3 separate regions of the Mus musculus genome follow, and all the other regions are linked to region 1. A link is a contact called in public HiChIP or PLAC-seq and promoter capture Hi-C data. All regions are on one chromosome and are shown on one strand. The core of a region is the stretch at or near the end of the contact, and the rest is flanking DNA. Distances in the headings are between cores, read along the strand shown. Region 1 holds the start of Slc35a3 (solute carrier family 35 (UDP-N-acetylglucosamine (UDP-GlcNAc) transporter), member 3). Region 2 overlaps Extl2 (exostosin-like glycosyltransferase 2). Region 3 holds the start of Vcam1 (vascular cell adhesion molecule 1).

Evidence for each region. HiChIP or PLAC-seq counts read pairs in DNA pulled down with a chosen protein or histone mark. Capture Hi-C pulls out chosen DNA fragments and counts their contacts.
Region 2: an H3K4me3 HiChIP or PLAC-seq map of craniofacial prominence shows a contact between it and region 1, with 6 times the contacts expected there. The contact joins the enhancer-like site here to the promoter of Slc35a3 in region 1. A contact is called at or near these places in 12 of 39 promoter capture datasets (the 3T3-L1 cell line, 3T3-L1-derived adipocytes, the C10 cell line and 7 more), 3 of 484 Hi-C or Micro-C datasets (bone marrow-derived macrophages, cochlea and embryonic stem cells), 5 of 115 datasets of contacts at active chromatin or transcription factors (the 230-238 cell line, bone marrow-derived macrophages, craniofacial prominence and 2 more) and 2 of 9 other capture datasets (adipose tissue and liver).
Region 3: a contact with region 1 is called in a promoter capture Hi-C map of liver. The contact joins the promoter of Vcam1 here to the promoter of Slc35a3 in region 1. A contact is called at or near these places in 1 of 115 datasets of contacts at active chromatin or transcription factors (astrocytes) and 2 of 9 other capture datasets (adipose tissue and liver).

What each region holds. Positions count from the first base shown.
Region 1 is chr3:116,710,049-116,714,840 of GRCm38.p6, reverse strand. It overlaps Slc35a3 (solute carrier family 35 (UDP-N-acetylglucosamine (UDP-GlcNAc) transporter), member 3), which reads left to right and starts at 2,561. Exons shown (of 8, transcript NM_144902.4): 1 at 2,561-2,758.
Region 2 is chr3:116,028,330-116,033,121 of GRCm38.p6, reverse strand. It overlaps Extl2 (exostosin-like glycosyltransferase 2), which reads right to left. Exons shown (of 5, transcript NM_001163514.1): 5 at 4,106-4,792. Among named protein-coding and RNA genes, the nearest start is that of Extl2, 22 kb to the right of the region's middle. Within about 2 kb of position 2,526, at least 18 of the 459 cell types and tissues checked have an H3K27ac peak or open chromatin away from gene starts, as enhancers often do. A contact at or near this core is called in hippocampal neurons, where this site is marked.
Region 3 is chr3:116,127,298-116,132,089 of GRCm38.p6, reverse strand. It overlaps Vcam1 (vascular cell adhesion molecule 1), which reads left to right and starts at 2,402. Exons shown (of 9, transcript NM_011693.3): 1 at 2,402-2,786; 2 at 3,282-3,557. The coding sequence starts at 2,723.

The sequences.
Region 1 (4,792 bases), core at 1,312-3,811:
TGGTGCTGGAGAAGGAGCAGGGAGCTCTGTATCTTGATCCAGTTTCAGACAGGGGGGAATGTCTGTCTTACACTAGGTGTAGCTTGAGAGTATATATTACCTTAAAGCCCACCCCCATCATTCCACCTCTATTTTTTTTTAAATCACTTTAAAATTTCCTAAAGAGTAAGAGGAAAAAAAATCTTCCTTTTTTCTAACCTATGTATTTGTGACACTGAGCATAGTGGTATCTACCTGTGATTCCAGCAGTCAAGAGGTTAAGGCCAGGGTGAACCATACATTTATAACCAATCTGGGCTAGATAGCAAGATTCAGGGCAGACTGGACTATATAAGGAGACCTCGTCTTTAAAACCAAATTAAACAACAGAAAAGAACTTATGTCCATTTCATATTTTTCCTGCTTATATATTTTAAATGTTCCCTTTCCTTTACAATCATACATTTATGGAGTATCGACTGTTTTCTGGGTATCAGTATACACATACACCAAAGATACACACACACACACACACACACACACACAAACAATTCACAATAGTGCCAAGGTGTAATTAGCATGTACAAGGATATTAAGTGTTTCGTTTTATTTAAAAAAAAGAGAGAGAAAAAAAGAGCCAAGATATGTTTGTAGAGCCAGGAATAGTAAGGTGTGGGAGGGGTGCCTTGGTGGGCTCATGCTGAGGCATCCCCTCCCCACACCCTCCAAAGACCAGCCATACGACAGATATGGTATAGAATTGAGTTTATTTATAGAGACATGGGAAGGGGAGTTGAGTAGAGACAGAGAGAGGGGGAGGAAGAGAGGAGGAGGGGGAGGGGAAGAGGAGGGAGAGGAGAGAGGAGAGGAGAGGCTGGCTAGGAACAGAAGAGAGTGGGGGGAGGAGGAAGGGGAGAGCAGAGAAAGGGATCAGAGAGAGAAAAAGGCAGAAAGAGTAAGAGAGTGAGGAGGGACTAGCCAGGTCTACCTGGAGATAGTCAGGTTGGGCAGAGCTTAGAAGGAATGCCAACAGAGTTTCTTTTTTAAAAAATGGAGAAAGGGTTCAGTGGGAAGTATATGAGGTACAAAGGCCTAGGGTCAATTGGCAATAATTGGGGGGGGGGGGGTTGGTAGGGAGGAAAAAGGGGATAGAAAGCAGATTTGAGTGCTCTAGCTTTTGATCCTAGCTAGCACAGAGAGGCTGAGACAGGATGGTTGCTAAGAGATCGAGACCTTCAATGCCAGCCTGGAGCCATCCTGAGCTACAATGTGAGACCCCGTCAAAAAAAAAAAAAAAGTAAGAAGTATAAGAAGTATTGTATTTGTTACTTTCTTTTTGCCTGAGAAAGCCACTTAGAGGGAGGACTTATTAGTCCTCCCTGAAACATCATCGTTTCAGATGTTTTGGTTCATGGTGACTAGGTTTCATTGCCTCTGGGTCTCTGGTTGGAACTTATGTACTGGGGCAGTTATTTACCAAAAAAAGCATACAGGCTGCAAAGAGAGCTAGAGGAAAGGCTAGGTTAAGACACACCCTCAGCGACCCACTTCTTCCAAATAGGCTTGTGCCACCATTTACACCATCTCCTAATAATACCTTCAAAGATTTAATACATCAGTGGCTTAGGTCAGAGGTTCACTATCCATTCACTTCCCCCAACATCAAAGTCCATTAGCTGGCAACCAAACCTTTACCACATGATGAATCTTTGGGGGACGTTTTAGGTTCGGACCCTAGCAAATATCAAGATCTAATCCACATTCCATCCCCCAGAAGTTTTCTGAAGGTCGGATTACACAAACATTTAAGCGAGGCATCATGTGCTAACAGTCATTTAATTTTATTTTTCTCCGTTGTTTTCTAACGATGCTTCCCTAATGGATGGTTTTAATCATTTGCCACGCAAAGAAGCGTAAGCTTAATTCTAGGAGCATTGTTTTAACAGGGAAGGGATAAATCTGCTGTATCCGATGATCAATCCGGACCCAGAATATTACATTTCAGCCTGTCCACAGCCAGCAATGGCTACAGTGGTTGGGAACTTTTGGAAATACATTAGCAGACTGAAACGTAATATGCATGAGATTCTTGCAGACAGGAAGAGGTAAATTGCTCTCTTTCTCTCTTCACCTTTCCCCTGGTTAGTGACACTAAGCCCATTCTGCGTTCCTGACACTCTTCCAGGTCTCCCAGGGTGGGGGACAGGGATCATTCCTAACCGAACCAGCTGGCTCCTAGACTAAGGTTGGTAACCTGCACCAGGTATAATCTTGTTTTCAACTCACTGGTGGTCATTTTCAGGAGCCAAGATCCGCCTCCCGGTTCTCATCAGAGTTCTTTGATCCAAAGGACTTTGTCCCCTTCCTTAAGTGACAGATCATCCCGCCACTTTCTGCCGCAGGACTGTGGGGAGAGAGACACCTTCCTATCAAACTCTCCGGCGACCGTGAGACTGTCACGGGAGCTGCGCGAGGAGCAGCCGCGGTTGGGGTCGCCTCAGGGACGCGTCCCGCAAGCGCGAAGCTGGGGCCCCCGGAGCCGAACAGGGAACGGCGTTTGCCGGGGCCGAGGCGGAAGCCGGATCCTTTGGCGGACCGGACCGCGGGAACCCGGAAACGCCTGGGCCTCACCGAAGCGGTCCGGGCCACAGAGCCGGCGGGAGCCGGCGGTGCTGCGGGTCAGCGGACGCGGCGGAGCCGACGGGCTCGGCAGCCTGGGTCTCCCGGCGTCGCGGAGCCCGGGGCTCCAGTGCGGGCAGCTGGCCGAGCCGCACGGCGGGTGAGCGGAGGGCGCTGGGGGAAGCTGGCGGGACGCCGAGGCCGGGCTGGGAGGGCGCGGGGCGGTTGAGGCCACCGGGACCACAGCGGACGGCTGCAGCCCTAGTTTATGAGGAGTAGATGAATGGGCGCCTTGTACCTCCGGCCTGGACGTGCCGAAACGTTCTGGGTGGAGGAGGAAAAGGTCGGGAGGGGAGGGGTGTGGCAGGCAGTGTGCCTGCAAGCTCCAGACTGGCGGGCCAAGTGCCTTGGGGGCCAGGCTGGCGGCCTGTCCTTCCGCGGTCATTTCGGGAGCTCCGGCTCAGCCTGTGACCCCGGGCTAGGGACGAGTCTGCTCGGTGAGAAAGGACGGTGTAGTCAAGAAGCTGCAGGGACTTGGAGAGATGGAAAGGGTGCCCGTGGTAAGTCTAGACCGAAGGCGATGGGTGTCCATCAGTGTGTGTGGCGAGAGTTTGCAGGGGTTCTAAGTATTGAAGAGTGGGGAGCTTAGTGAACATTTTATTTAAGCTAACTCAAGTTTCTGCTAGTTCAGATTAATTAAGGGATATTAAACGAAGTAATGGGTTTTAACTGTAGCAAGGCACTTATAGGAGTGTGCCCTTTATTATATCCTATTAAACGCAATATTTGAAGATGGCACCTGAGTTGAGTCTTTGTAGACACTTATTTTGGTAGTTACAGGTAATGTTTGGTTGTTTCTCACGTCTTCATTCCGTTGCTACTAACTCAAGTTGCTTGCTTTCAAATGAATGACTCCTACGTTTATGCGTCTGACTAACTTCCCTCCCTTTAAATTTTTTCCTACCGCATCTGCCCTTATTTTCTGGTCACTTTCAGGTGCACCATACCAATAGCTTCCAAAACGGAACTTGCAGCTTTAAGTCTTTCTGCCTTGGAACTACGCCTGACCTGATAGCACACGCATGAGCAGGGCCCCCTCTCTTCTCTGTCTCACTATCTCCTGGTTCTCTTCATCCACCCACACACCCCCACTCCTGCCCCCTCTTCACTGTGTGTGGCTGTGCTGGGCAGTGAACCCCGTGGGAATTGACGGAGCACTCTGTCACTGAGCTGTAATTTTAGTTCTTTGCAATCGCTTTTTGAAGCTGGAGATTTAATGCCACTCTCTGACAGTTCTCTCAGAAATACTCAGCGACAATTTACTTAGTTAGTGGTTCTAGGGATGGAACATAGGTCATACTGAAGGCTAGGTAAGTGCTTAGCTACTGTGGAGTATCCATAACCAAGAATAGATTTTAAATAATTTAGGTAGCCATTAAAAACCCTTCAAAATGTAAACCACTCCATGATACAAGTTAATGTAATCCTTTCATTCTTTTTTAAAAATAGTTTTATTTCTAAGCTAGACATTCTTTTTAAAAAAGTAACTTTACCCAACATATTGAAATGTTTTTAAGATAACCATAGGATTTTTTATTTATATATTTTTAATTTTTATTGGATGCTTTATTTACATTTTAAATGTTATCGCTTTTCCTGGTTTCCTCTCTGGAAACTCCCTATCCCTTCTCCCCCTCCCCCTGCTTCTGTGAGGGTGCTTCCCCACCCTCCTTCCCACTCCTGGCATTTCCCCTACACTGGGGCATCAAGCCTTTACAGGACCAAGGGCCTCTCCTCCCATTGATGCGGGACAAGACCATCCTCTGCTACATATGCAGCTGAAGCCATGAGTCCCTCCATGTGTACTCTTTGGATGGTGGTTTAGCCCCTGGGAGCTCTGGGGGTTGGGGTTCTGGTTGGTTGATACTGTTGTTCTTCCTATGAGGTTGCAAATCCCTCAGTTACTTCAGTCCTTTCTCAAATTCCTCCATTAGGGACCCGTGCTCAGTCCAGTGGTTGGCTGAGAGCATATGCCTCTGTATTTGTCAGGCTCTGGCAGAGCCTCTCAGCTATATCAGGCTCCTGTCAGCAAGTACTTCTTGGTATCTACCATAGTGTCTGAGTTTGGTGTCTGTATATGGGATGGAGCCCCAGGTGGGGCAGTCTCTGAATGACCTTTCCTTCAGTCTCGGTT
Region 2 (4,792 bases), core at 1,277-3,776, 680 kb after region 1:
TATTTTCCCCTGTGGAAAGCATGCCACATTGCCACCTCCCACTTCTGATAGGGATCACCTGGAAAAGATGGAGGCATCTCCTCTATTTTCTCAATAAAACAACTGGTTGTTTTGTTTTGTTTAAAAAAAAAAAGGAGTGAGTGTCCTCAGAGATAACCGCTCCCAGCATACTTGTCGGATGGTGATCCATCCTCCAACACTAGGCTACACAGCCGTGTTTACATCAGAATTTGCTCCGACGCTCTGCTCTGGACAGTTGAGCCTAGGCTGTAAGTGAGAGCACCGAGTTTCAAGATGGGGATGTTGCAGGGTAGAATTTTCTTTTGCCCAAAAGTAAGACATGGATGCTACTGTTTTTGTTGAAGACAGGGCTCCAAGTAGCCCAGGGCAGCCTCAAACTTGCCCTGTAGCCAAGAATGACTTGGTCCTCCTGTCTCCACTTTCTGTTGAGTCTAAAGTGTGTGCCCCACATGCGTCACAGCATATGCTGTGCTGGGGACTGAACCTGTGGACTTGTGCATCTCAGGAGAGCATCCCACTAACTTAACTACATGTTCAATCCATGCTTGCTACCTTTTAAGAACAACTGATTCAACATCCTGCTTTAGGGTCATCAAACTTTACAATTGGAAAGAAATTTTGCTAATCATTTTGTTTGCTCCTTTCTTTCATGAGGAAGGTGAGAAAAAAATAAGTTAAAATACTTGGATACCTGGAAGATTCTAGAAAAAAAAAAAGAAAAAAGAATGTTCCCATTCTGATAGCCTTTACTAGATGTGTATTGCTTGTGATTTAAACAAACAAACAAACAAACAAACAAACAAACAAACACACCCTTATGCATGCAAACATGCTTTAAAATTTATATTTAGCTTTCTCCAATACATTTTTGCCAGCTTTCTCAGATTCAAGATATGCTATTTGAATACAGAGAGTATTATGTAATGCTTCTATCTGGCACATCCGAAATATGCTTTTTTTCCCCCAAGTCCTTCTCAGAAAAGCAAGCTGTCTTCTGCATTTCTTCAATGTAAGAATGGAAGATGAATGTGGACCAGAGGAGAGGAATCAGTCCGAAAAAGCCATCACAGGAGATGTCTGTGGCTTTCTGATGGAGCCATGCTCACAGCCTCACACACTGGACGTGTTATCAGACAAGCACATTTTCCCTCGAGTTTGCATCCCCATAGGCATTGTCACACTAGCATGGAACTTACAGGTGAGAAGTCATGCCATGTAGATAAGTAATAACCAAATGACCTAACAAATGGTGCTAAGCAGGCTTTTTCTCAGCTGTGTCACTGTCAAATCCTCTCTGTTCACTGGTGGGTGCTTAGCAACATCCCCTTAACATATCAGTGGTGAGTAGCACACCTCCAGTTGTAACAACCAGAACAATCTGCCCCAAACTGCCAGATGGCCTAGAAACACACACACACACACACACACACACACACACACACACACACACACAGACACACACACGATTAGTCCAAGTTAACACCTGGTATGAAATAAAGCTGCTTTCTTGTGATAAAAGCAAAACAAACAAACAAAAAAGAACTAAAAAATAAAACCCCAATTGGGTTTTTGATATTTTCTTCTCGGAAATCAATGAAATGCTGAGATACAGAGACTCTGTCACATAAATTTCATGGGAATTCTCTCTGTGGACAGGCATGATACCCTTGCCTATAATCCCAGTGATCAAGACACTGAGACAGGAAGACCCTAAACTGAAGGATGAGCCAGATGATAAACTAAAGACCAGACTGGACTACAGAGCAAAAACAAACAAGCAAACAAACAAACAAGCAAGCAAGCACATCCTTTGCTGCAGTGGGCTTCCTAAACTGTTTTGGTGTTTGCAGAGGCTTGCTCTCTTTCAACGCTATGATTTTGATCCACCCATACTTCATAACTAACTTCAAAAATCACCTGGCTGCACGGTCCTTTTTCTTTGATGGGTATTTCTGTGATTTCTGAAGGCACTGTCAAATTCTTTCTGGTATACAGCATCCTTCCCAAACAAGTGCAACATGTAAAGTTTCATGGCAAATGTTCCTTTCATCCTTACCCTACAGGGAAGGACATTAAGAAGGGTCAGGACCCAGTGCAAGTGTGTGTTAGAAAATAAATGGGTTTTATGTTGTGAGAGACTTCACAGAAGGAGAGAATATGGAGGTGAATCAAGACCAGGACTTGTGTGTTGGGGCGGGGTGGAGGGAGAACAAAGTTGGGAGTCTTAGTAAGACAAAAGCTGACATCGGCGGTCTATTAATTACATGTCTATACAGCAACCTGGAAATAGTTCCTAGAAGCATTTTTAAAGCTTCCTGAAGCTTTTACCGCCCTTTGAGCTGTCACTGAACACTTCCTTGTCTGTCTGTTCGGCCTCCTCAACATCAAGTTCTGTGAAGGAGAAGCCTTTAATACCCTGAAACCCTCAGATATTTTATGTGGAACGAGCAGATGACAGGAAAACGGAAATGCCGGAAGTCAGGAAGGCTGGGGGAAACAGGTGTTCTCAGATGTGCTATTAATAGTGTCACCATGACAACAGTTGTAGAGGAATCTAGCAGTATGTATCAAAGCCCATAAAAGAAATGAATCTCACTAGATCGATCCAGGTGTGCAATTTCGTTGGACTTCATTTTAAGGGAACAATCACGGGCTATGCTCATAGATCTGTAAGGTAGGGTGATGTATCCAGTATTGCATAGCAAGGAGGTAGCAAGTGAACTGGGAGCAGGCTGGCGAGTACAGAGTCCTGGTCTCCTCACACTGGGATGACAAGGGAGCAGGCTGGGGAGTACAGAGTCCTGGTCTCCTCACAGTGGGATGACAAGGGAGCAGGCTGGGGAGTCCTGGTGCTACGGAAGCATCTGTTCAGGGCTGGGGAGAAGCCTTAGTGGGAAAGGCACTTGCTACGAAGCCTAAGCATCTGAGCTTGATACTTCTAACCCACATTGTGGGAGGATCTAATTGACTCTGAAACGTTGTCCTCTAACCAACACACACACACACACACACACACACACACACACACACACACACACACACACACACAGAGAGAGAGAGAGAGAGAGAGAGAGAGAGAGAGAGAGAGGGTCTTACTCTGTAGCAGGGCTGATCTTCACAGGAATTCTCCTCCCTCAGCCATCTGAGTGCTGGGATTACAGGGGTGATCTTTGATTTCTTTACACTGCTGTAAATGTGTCCAAACTGATAGAATACATACGTACTGTGGCTTTAATGTGAAGAGCCAGGTGTGATGATGTCTCATGTCTCTAATCTCAGCATTTTGGGAGACTCGGGCAGGAGGGGCCTTGAGTTTGAGGCCAGCCTACATTAAAGGATAAAACTGTCTCCAAAACAAAACACAGGGGGGAAAGTATATAAAGAATGAAAACAAGGAACAAGCCTTTGGTTCCTGGGTACTGTGCACAGACAGTGCTCTCCGTATCTCCCTTTGTGGATGTTGGGTTTTCTAGCATTAGAGCAACCTAACAGCTTTAACGCTTTGAACATCTGAAATGGGGAAGCCGCTATGACTATGACGTATGACTCTAGTCAGACATACCACCTCTCTTATTATTTAAAACCAATTCTTAATAAAACCTATGAATATTAACCTGTCCTTAGTTTTCCAACGTTTAGGATATATATAAAACAATCACATTTTGACAAACAGGGGCTCTTCAAATGTGATGTCTGGCAAGGATTTCGTCCCGGAGTCTAATAGCAGAGCCTGTAGGCTTCACTCCTGAGCTACACTGCTACACAGGTGTAGTTTTGAGCCCGCACAAGTGATTTTGGATCATGTGGAGTACGAGTAAAAGGTTTTCATGGAAAGATGGTCTTAGGAGGTCTAGCCACAGTGTAGAAATCTTTCTTATATAGACCTAAAAGTATTTTTGTTGATGATTCATAATATGAGAGAAAATAGTACAATTCACATGGTTATTTAAAATTTTCAATCAAACACAGGGCTATCTTCCCAATAGGAAACTTATTCCTGGTGAACACATCAAGTTTTCAGCTTCACAGTGAGTGGTACTGCCAAGTACAGAGAAACACGGAACACGTCACCAGAGCACCCGCTCAGTTATTAACACAGTGGCCAGCTGACGTTTATTTATTTGACAGTGGATGACCAAGAAGCAAAAATGTATTACCAAATGTGGACAACCAAGAAGCAAAAGTGTATTACCAAATGTGGACAAAGCATGTAACTGACATAAGTTTTAATGGGATCAAATGAAATATATTTCTGATTGCATTAAGACACACACATACATTGTTAGACAAACAGACGCTGAACTGACGGCGGGAAGGTCTTGCAGTGGAACTTGGGTGGTCAGTATTCTCCTATTTTCACGCCTTATATGAAGAGAAGAAGAAAAGTGATACACAGAGGCCTGATAGATTATTTCTTTTCAGTAGTGGTGAACAAGGTCAAACCAAAGGACAGCAGGCAAGACACAGACACTGGCTCCCACAGCGAGAGGTGTGTGGTAGGAACAGTGAACTCCTGAGAGCATCCCACTGCCTTCTCACATGATGGCTCAGTCCTTTTTATTTTCAACAACCATGTAATTGAAATTTCGTCATGAATTGGGACTTAAAAAAAATCCTAACAAAATCCTGGGTTCTGTATGGAAACATTTTTGTGCAATACAGTTATTAAATACTCACAAGGTAGCCTATGCTTTAATAATAAAGATCTTTGATACTAAAGTTTTTTATTTCTGCTAGCTTCTACTTAACCATTCTTCCAGAAGTTATTTTT
Region 3 (4,792 bases), core at 1,153-3,652, 580 kb after region 1:
CTGAAAACCTTTCTGTTGTGTAACAAAACATCCTCTTTGTGAAAATTCAATCAATATACATAGTATGTGTGTATTTTATTGAATATATATATATTTTTTTTTCTTACTCTCAGTGATATTAGTAAGGTTTTCCTCAAAATCCCCAAAAGTCACAATGACTTTATGACACCAACTGTCTTAGCACGATTCTCTCTACAGTTTAACTTTAGAAAATCTTAAACTTAGATCACTGAGAGAAATTATTTTCCTTGACTTGCAGACAAACCAATGGTCCCTTGATTATGATCTGTGGAAATCTTTCATTGATATCATGACAGTCTTTTTCATTCTCAAAATGTTGTCCTTGCCAGTGTTTCCGTATTGCTAGAGCGCCACAGTGCCTATACAGCAGTCCCCCCCCCCCAAAAAAAAAACACTCTGTGAGTTCCACTGAATTAGAAACAGGTAGAATGCTAATTGCCTGCCTAACTTGGCATCCATTTCTGCCCTGCTTTACCGACAGAATCTTGATTGACATGGGGCATTGGCCTTTTCAGTGAGACATCAGTGAAAGCCCCCACACCCCCCCCCAACTTCTTGGGAAGCTCCTTCAAAGAAGGCAGGCTCCATGCCTTTGAGTCCTTTCCCTTTACTTTTTGTATTTTACATCTGAGACACAGACGTGATGTTTGGTGAAGGAACGGCCATAGGAAAATCATGATGATTAACCATATAAGGACTGCAGAATTAGGACTGGCTTAATCTTGGTCCTCAGTATTTGCTTCAAAAACAACTGATCCAACTTCAAACTTCAGGCTCTTGGGTCTCTAATGAAGCTGCTATAAAAGATCTACATAGCCACGGAGAGTTCTTTAGCTATATGTTAGAGTAGTGGTTCTTAAACGAGGAAGGATTTGACCTTGTGGAATCCACCAAATAGTTTTTTTTTTCACTTCCTCTGTTGTATGTACTATTCTCCTTTCCTGATAGGAATTATTTCTCCACTCACTTGGGTGAGAACTGATACCAAATAAGATGAGTCTGCATGATCCAAGTAGTTATTTATTTTTAAGTGTCAAAGACATGGATTAACATTTTCTTACATGCCTTTGATCTATGGAGAAGGTGAGAATCAGTAGGGGGTAGTCTATACTCTCCTTTTATGACATGACATTGTTGAGGTCCTCTAGATGACATGGCAGCTAATGTCATCGATCCCTGGATATGTCGTCATAGCCCTAAAATATATCCCTCAACTTCCCTTTTATACTTGCCTCTCAGTGGGAGCCACATGTATTCTCAAGAGGGAATTCAGAAGTCTCTCCTGCCAGGTTGGAGCAGTTGGCGACTGTGGGTCTCACTGATAGCCTTTGTCCAATGACATGATACTGTTAATTTTACATGTGCCCAGATGTCTGGGAACTATACCTTTCTTGTGGAATTATTTTTTTCTCTCACGTGGCACTTATGAACTACATTCAGTATTTTGAACGTTTCTCTTCTAGATTTTAAACATCTAGAAGATGCTGCAGGTTTTATAGTCGTTATATATAAAACCATTATATATATATATATATATATATATATATATATATATATATATATATATATGGAATAGAAACAACTATGAATAAGAACTAGTCCTGGCCATGCAGGGAACTGATAATGCCATGTGGGAGGTAAACCCACATGTGTATAATACAAGGAAGTGGCTATTCCGGTTTCTTTCTGATGGGCAAGCATTTTGCAAGGACATGGGCTATGCATGTGTAAGACCTACAGAGGCATTTAAGACACTTAATTGAGTCTTTCAAAAAGTCATTTCACTGGGAGTAGAAAATAATAATAAAAAAATGGTTGTCAATTCATCTCCTAAAGCTAATCTGTTTACATATTCAATTGGACTTGTGGCTAAATAATGCAGCCAAAGAAATCCACCACAAAAATTTAGCAGACAGATCCCATTTTTTAGCGTTCAAGTCTGCAAAAGACTTCCTGTCATCCAGCAATGGGTCAAAGGGCTGGGGCATTGTCAAACAAAAGAAAAGATAATTCCCTTCATTCTGCATCAACGTCCTTTCATTTACTACTTCAGAAAGTTATTTCAGGGAGGTTTTTTTTTTGTCAAAAATTCACTTATGAATAAAAGAGTATAAAAATAAGAACTACTGACTCACATTCTAAAAGAGTGACTCATGATAATGGGTCAATAAAAACAAATAAAGGATATTTTCCTTTTTTTGTTGAAAGAGAACAATTTTTATTTTTTAAATTGCAAATGCATTTCTTAATGAAGAAAAGTCAGTGGTTATTTACTGAGTGATCTCTGTCTTTGCTGTCACACACACACACACACACACACACACACACACACACACACTGTTGGCAGTTTCATTTTGCAATCATCTTTTCAGGAGAGATAGCCCTTTCGGAGCTGAAGGTCAGGAAAAGCCAGAGATTTATATACTTGGAAGTGTCGTGTTTCCCAGGACTCAGAATGACTTCAGCCCAGAAAGCAGCTGAAGGGGTTAACGTGGGGACTTGGCTGGCTGTCAGTTAAACTTTTTCCCTGGCTCTGGGTTTCCCCTTGAAGGGATTTCCCTCCGCCTCTCTAGCAAGACCCTTTATAAAGAGCAGACTTTCTATTTCACTCACACCAGCCCGGCTGGCTTTGGAGGCTGAACACTTTTCCCAGACACTTTTCACGTGGGGCACAAAGAAGGCTTTGAAGCAGAGACTTGAAATGCCTGTGAAGATGGTCGCGGTCTTGGGAGCCTCAACGGTACTTTGGATACTGTTTGCAGTCTGTAAGTTCCTGACCTATTTCACACATCTACAGCTTCTGGTGTACTACAGAGCTTTGCTATAAGAGCCAGTATTCTGACAGAGCTGGGGACGGATTTTCTTTCCACTGTCAAATGAGTAATTTGGATTATATCGGTAGTGGGTCTATCTCTTTAGTTTCCTGTATTCGACAATGAAATCAAGCTTAGAAAGTGACAAAAAAAAAAAAAAAAAAAAAAAAAAAAACTTTGTGCAATGGGCTTCAAAGTCAGAACTGAGCATTCTTCTTCGCGGTGACGATTCCAGCACCTTCCTCAAGAGCAACTTCAGGGCTTTGGGTCTGTCTTGTGCTATTAGTCTGAGACAGTTTAAAAAGTAGATCATCCCAGCTGTGCTTTGGACACTGTATTGCTGCGCAAGAGAAAAAGGACACAGTATGGGGCAGACCATGGTAAACTTGTTCTCTCTCTCTCTCTCTCTCTCTCTCTCTCTCTCTCTCTCTCTCTCTCTCTTTTCAGCTCAAGCTTTTAAAATCGAGATCTCCCCTGAATACAAAACGATTGCTCAAATCGGTGACTCCATGGCCCTCACTTGCAGCACTACGGGCTGCGAGTCACCATTGTTCTCATGGAGAACCCAGATAGACAGCCCACTAAACGCGAAGGTGAGGACGGAGGGGTCCAAGTCCGTTCTGACCATGGAGCCTGTCAGTTTTGAGAATGAACACTCTTACCTGTGCACAGCAACATGTGGCTCTGGGAAGCTGGAACGAAGTATCCACGTGGACATCTACTGTAAGTGAAGGAAGGAGCTTTTGCTTTCTCTTGATTTTGTTTGAAAAAAAATTAACGATATATTAAACAGAGACTTTTAAAGAGTATCTAGATTTTTAGCTAGCAAATGCACAATTTCAATAAAGCCAGAGAAAGAAGAAGCTAGTTAAGAACAGGAAACTAAATTTTAACCCCTGTGTCCTTGTTTGCCAAAAAAATGGTGCCCATGTAAAAGAGACTCACACCTTCTTGGCTCCAGTTCTTAGCGCAGTGTGAACCTCCCCCTGGTTCTATTAGTTAGTTTTTTCCCCTCTAATCTTCCATTTGGGGGTATTTCTACACGTTCATGTATTAATGTATCCAAAGGATTGATGAGTTCCTTCTTTCTGGGATCTGCTTGTAGGCTCGGGAACTCTGAGAGTATGCAAACCTTCTGCATAGACATAATTAAAACATCTATTAACATTTCAGTCATTTGATGCAGATAAATTTGGGAGGTTTTGTTGTTGCTGCCAGAGAGCTTTGCTTTTATATCTCAGAGAGTTTTTGTTTAATAAGTTAGATCTGTCTCAGGCATATGTGCAGGTACCCATATTACCCTAGCCTACCCAAAATGCATCCTACTATCATCCTCAAATCGGCAAATGAAACTACCAAGGAGAGGTGGGGGGAAATGGGCCCTATAGGAATCATTTTTCTTTGGTTACTGATGGTGTTGCTTTCCAAAAAGAAGAAAGAGAGAGAGAGAGAGAGAGAGAGAGAGAGAGAGAGAGAGAGAGAGAGAGAGAGAGAGAGAGAGAGAGAGAGAGAGAGAGAAAGAAAGAAAGAAAGAAAGAAAGAAAGAAAGAAAGAAAGAAAGAAATGAGACTCCCATAAGGCATTTCTTCATGAGCATCTTGTTTGATTCATCTTTTAATCACCTTGGTACCTTCCTACTGTGCTCCAGCCCAACTTTGCCAATGAACCTTAATTGAAATTTCAGCAAGCCCCTCCTGAAGCTGGGCTTCCCAAGCAGCTGAGCCTGGACGGCTGCTTTCAATTATGCTGGCTCTGCATGCATAGTTTATGTCTAGGCAGCCTTCTGAGCTCCTTGGAAGGTCCTGTTATATAAATACCAGGAAAGAGTAGCGAGTTCTTATATTACCTGTCATTAAACTGTGTGGATTCTAGGCACATTTCCTGAAGAGTGTGATGGACATAAATAATCAGAGGGGAAATTTAAAATACTATGTTTTTAGATAATAAAGCATTTCTAG